Regions from separate parts of the Mus musculus genome. Here region 2 is linked to region 1. A link is a contact called in public Hi-C data. All regions are on one chromosome and are shown on one strand. Each heading gives the region's core, a stretch centred on a gene start, on an enhancer-like site or on the middle of the called end of the contact. The rest is flanking DNA. Distances are from core to core; before and after follow the strand shown.

Region 1 (2,705 bases), core at 62-2,561:
GGCCAAGTCCGCGGGTGCTGCTTCGGAAGCCATATGCAAAACAGCCCTGAAACAAGAAAATATGAAGAGGAGAAGAGGTTGGAATGCTCAGTGGTCAAGAGTACTGAGGCTCTTCCAGAGGTCCTGAGTTCAATTCTCAGCAAACACATGGTTGCTCACAACCATCTAAAATGTGATCTGATGCTCTCTTTTGGCATGTAGGTATACATGCAGATAGAGAACTTATACATAAAATGAATAAATAATAAATGAATAAATCTTTAAAAGGGGGTACCTGGAGAGGTGGCTCAGTGGTTAAAAGCATACTGTCTGCTCTTCCAGATGTCTTGAGTTGAATTCCCAGCAACCACATGGTAGCTCACAACCATGGGATCTGATGTCTTCTTCCAGTGTGTCTGAAGACAGAGACAGTATACTCATGTACATAAAATAAATAAATCCTTTGGAAAACAAAGAAAAGAAAATACTCGGCTCAGATATCAACAGTAAGGAACATTAGAAACCCTGGTTTGACTGGAACACGGTCAGGTTTATTTCTGTACTGTATCTAGCTTCTACAATATGCCATGACAATGATATTAAGCAGCTAAGACCAAAATACTCTGGTCTCCAAATCCTGTCATATTTTCTGCCTGCCCCTATCTGACAGAAGTGCTATGGTCCCCGAGACCTAAAACATTTCTGTCTGTCCCAGGAAAATGTTTCTGATTTGAATCGAGAGCATCCTTTAAGAACTTCACACAAACAAGAAAAAGAGTATTCTGAAAATGTGTCTCGCTATATCAAATATCCCTCAGCAATCCGTTGTTTCTACCACATCTGGTGTTGTATTTTAGTTCCATGGCTTTCCCATTACCCCTCTATCATATCTTTTTTATTCTAAAGCCTCTTCCAGGCACTGAGCTAAGCCTGCTGCCATTAGAAGGCTGTGTGTTTCCTACTCCTTGGGGGGCCTGTAGCCCAGAGGGGGAGGCGGATATTAATTAAACCATCACCCTAATGAATGTATGATGACAAACCATGATCAGAACTCAGAGGCGGGAGACAGCTCTGATGACAGTTGACTGGGGCTCCGGGCATATGGAAGTTAAGTAGACTAAGACTGTGTGAATGTGTTTGTGGTGTGTGTGTGTGTGTGTGTGTGTGTGTGTGTGTGTGTGTGTGTGAGCTGAATATGTGTATGGGGAGGAGTGGGGGGTTAGCTTGGGGAAGAGGTGGCTCTGTGAGTCCGGCAACCTGGAGGAGAGTGGAACACTGGCGGATGAAGGATCCAGCGATGTGCTAGTGGGAAGTTGGTGAGGACCCAAGAAAAACCACGCAAGCCAGATGGTGTGCTGAGTCTTATCCTAAGAACGTCAAAGCAGAGAGAAGCCACTGAAGGATCTGGGAGGAGACTTGATCAGATTTGCATATGAAGTTCCTAGATTGTCAGACAAGGGAGAAAAAGTTGAGCTCGTTAAAAACTGAGCTATTTTGAAAACAAGTTAGCTGATTGATTAACTTTTAAAGACCCAATTAAGCTTTTGTGTCATCGTTTCCCGCCTTTATACCTGACAGAGTTTGAAAAGGGGCCACGTTCAAATATGATCGTCTTCCTTTTCAAAGAAGCAGGTTTCTGAGCAGAGGTGCAGCTGGAATTTACCCGACTGCGATTTCTAAGGTCATATTTCCTTTGAAGATCAGTTGAATATTTATGTGTGTGTGTAGAGGTGTTGGTTTTTGATGTTGCTAACATTTCCAATTCTCATGGTGAGTTCAAACTTCTCTAAGACTTTTAAAACATGCTTGCCAAAGAACCAGAATCGATAGCTCACCAAATAAATTCTCTGTGATGTCGACCATTTTTTCCTGTGCATATTGTGTTTTTTTTTAAAAAAAAAAAACAATTTTAATTTTCCTCTTCTCTCCTCTGCATGGTGGATCGTAGCTATTGCATTATGTTTTATTACTGTCTGGAACTTGTCTTTTATCAGTAAGGCCTTTGAAGATTCAAGTCCCAACCTTTCTTTGTGAATAAACTCAACCCAATACTCCACTGTGTGGGTTGTGAATTGGTATTTGTTACCTTGAACTTGTGACCTTCCTTTCTCAAACAAGTATTTCTACCCTAGATCTGGTGTTTTCAAAGCCCAGTACAACTGACAACCTGGATTGTACACAATGTTGCAGTGGTCCTCGACCTTCCTAATGCTGCAACCCCCTTAAATACAGTTAGTCATGCTGTGGTGACCCCCAACCAGAAGATTATTTTCATTGCTACTTCATAACTGTGATTTTGCTACTGTTGTGGATCGTAATGTAAATATCTGATATGCATGTAGATGGTCTTAGACCACCCCTGTGAAAGCATCATTTGGTCTCCAGAGGGGGTCCTGACCCACAGGTTGAGAACTATTGTTTCAAGGGACCATAGTAATACTTACTTGTGTATATAGTTTCGTGCTTGTGTCCATGCTGCAGAGAGGAAGGCGACTAGTTGCCATAGTGACCAGAAAGGTACAAGTCTAAAATATTTACCATGCAGCCCTTTATGGGAAAACCTTGTAAGCCCCATTCTAAAGAACATTTGCAGCTATTCCTATTCCTCTTACGTATCTAGTAGTAGACTTAGTAGCTGCTGTGCAGAGTGAGCACCCTTGCCTTGCTCCTGAAGCCTCTGTATTTTCCTGCAGGTTGGATAAGAGCATGTGGAGGAAGGACCTGCT
Region 2 (2,705 bases), core at 87-2,586, 99 kb after region 1:
TGATTCTACTTATTAGTGCCATGACTTCAAGGAACTCTCTTCATTCTCCAAACCACAGTTTTCTCATACTTTAAGATGGAGATAGAATGGCCTGTCTCTCATGCTGCCGTGGCAGGACTCATCCCACGTTCAGTGTAGCTGGCCTGAGTCTTAGTGAATGAAAGTGATTTTTCAGAGATTCAGAATACAGGAGAGTCTGCTTTTATGCTTTCAAATGCACTGAGATTCCAGTTGACCAAGGACTTATAAAAAGGATTAGTGAGGCCATGAGCGCTCGTGGGCACAGTGACGAATCTAATCCATCACCACAGCAGAGATCAGAGCATCTCACTAAACTTACATGACCCTAAGCAAGACTAGCAGAATAGCCATACCTGACTCCTCTCTGCTCTCCCAGCCACCAGAGTCAATAAAATTGTAAGTTTGAAGCATCAAATTTTGGATTGACTTAGTATATACAACAATAGTTAATGCAAACCTAGTATCACGGCCTCTAAAATATTTGAAGATGTGATATGGTCAAGTTAAGTTTAAGCCACCAAATTTTGAGGTGATTTAGTATACAACAGTAGTTAATGCAAATCTACTATCATGGCCTCTACAATACTTGAAGATGTGATAAATGGCCATGCACACTGAGCTCTTGGCACATAATCATTGTTCTAAAGTGTGCATTTAGTTAGTTATCTCTGCAAACAATTCTACACAGCAGATGAAGACATCTCCATTTTCTTGTTTTAAACATTTTTATATTTCCAATTAATTTTATGTGTTTGAGCACATGTGCATGTATATGCACACACACACACACACACACACACACACACACACACACACACATACACACACACACATACACACACACACACACATACACACACACACACACACACACACACGCACACACACAGTATGGTATGTGTGTAGATATCAGAGTACAATAGGAAACTGTTCTCCACTTCTACTGAGTCGGTCCTGGAGATTGAACTCAAGTGTTTAAGTTTGGGGACCAAAGCTGACTGAGCTAGCTTGCCAGCTCTAGCATCCCGTCTTCACATTGAGAAGCCTGCCATAGAAAGCAGAAGGGAGGGCTAGTATTCAAGGTGCCAGGTCCTTCTCTCCCCAAGGCAGATGTTCCCTTGGTTTGTAGCTGTCTTTCTAGGAAAAATAGAAGGAATGTCTTGTCCCAAAGCCTTTGGAAAGCAATAGCCTCCTTCTCACCTCGGATCTTTTCAGCAATAAATAATGAGGGGAACGGAGGCTATATGAGCCAAAGTGTGCACTCTGGGGATGGGTCTGGTTGCTGTGGAGATGGCGGTGATGTCTCAAGCTGATGATGATCTCAGCGGGGGAAATGAGCCGCAGGAGAGGATGCACGGGGGAGCAGAACGCTCTTTCTCCTAATGTCATGTAATGAAGGAAGTTAAGCTACAAATGAATGAAAACAGGGATGGAATATTTTCTAAAGATAATGCTTGCCGGCATCTCCCCAGCACTCTAGTGAGCACCATCAGCTGGCAGAATGAGAACAGCAGCGAGTACCATTCAGCGTTAATTATGTTGAAATGTAAATCTAAAGGCATCAGGCGCAGACGAGTCATTTTTAATAACACCTCATCCTGGGCTATGAAAATTTTTATTTGTCATCATCTAATTGATTTGTGTCCGTTTCAATTATTTGTTTGCTTTGGCTTGGTGTGTTCCTGGGCTGGTGGGAACAAGCAGCCCTCAGCCCTCATTCCCTCCCCCGCCCCCATTCACTTTCATTCTTCACACCTACTATCCCCAATGTTTGACAATGAGCCATGTCGAAGTGGCTCACTTTCTGCCTTCTCCTTGGTTATTAAAAGCAACCCCATGGTCATTACCCAAATCAATACCAGGAATGGGTACTGTTTTGCTTTCTAGTAAATCTTATCTCAATATGCACCTGTATGTTTGTCTCATTATGTAGCTACAAGCTTTTTAAGAGTGGTGTGTGTGTGTGTGTGTGTGTGTGTGTGTGTTGTCCTCTATCTCAGTTGTTTTGACAATGTACACATGAACACATATGTGCACATACATGGATACACATCTATGCAAAAGCACACACACACACAACACACACACACACACACACACACACACACACACAACTATCCAGTTTCTAGCAATATTCTTGGCCAAACTCTAGTTCCTCTTCTCAACATTTACCCATTACTTTCTCCACTGTCCTTTAGGTTTCCTACACAAGATCAAGTGTGATGACAGATTAGTTAAGTAATTAAACCAAGTGCATTAGGAATCTCATGTGTGACCACTCCCAGATAATAAAATCCTCTTAACTAAGCAAAAATGCAGATACCTCCTTAATATGAAAGCTAAGTTCATGGAGGAAGAAGCAACGTATCAGACAGGGATAAATATCCTTAAGTGGGGTGACTTTTCAGGGACCTGCAAATTGTGTTAGTCAGCTAGCTATTAAGCCTAGGCCTGAATGTCAGATTTATAGTAATTTTGTTTGTAGATCCAATAGTGATGAGTGTTGTAATTGCGTTCTCTGGGGCCCCCAAGCCACCTGCCATTTAATCAAAAGCAGATGGGAGATGCTACTCAGTGATGGGGAGCATTGGGAATAAAGTGGGTACAGTGGCAGCCATGCAGAGGTAGAGCCTCCCTTCCCATAATTTAAGATGCTTGTGTTTTCTCTTCTCTCACATCGCATC

What was found. Hi-C and Micro-C count contacts between places; a contact is called where the count stands out from the background.
Region 2: a Hi-C map of cortical neurons shows a contact between it and region 1, with 2.9 times the contacts expected there. The contact joins two enhancer-like sites. A contact is called at or near these places in 5 of 484 Hi-C or Micro-C datasets (cerebellum, cortical neurons, embryonic stem cells and 1 more), 2 of 115 datasets of contacts at active chromatin or transcription factors (embryonic stem cells and fibro-adipogenic progenitors) and 1 of 9 other capture datasets (embryonic stem cells).

What each region holds. Positions count from the first base shown.
Region 1 is chr1:167,944,745-167,947,449 of GRCm38.p6, forward strand. No RefSeq gene overlaps it. Among named protein-coding and RNA genes, the nearest start is that of Lmx1a, 260 kb to the left of the region's middle. Within about 2 kb of position 1,312, at least 13 of the 459 cell types and tissues checked have an H3K27ac peak or open chromatin away from gene starts, as enhancers often do. A contact at or near this core is called in cortical neurons, where this site is marked.
Region 2 is chr1:168,043,580-168,046,284 of GRCm38.p6, forward strand. No RefSeq gene overlaps it. Among named protein-coding and RNA genes, the nearest start is that of Gm51671, 300 kb to the right of the region's middle. Within about 2 kb of position 1,337, at least 15 of the 459 cell types and tissues checked have an H3K27ac peak or open chromatin away from gene starts, as enhancers often do. A contact at or near this core is called in cortical neurons, where this site is marked.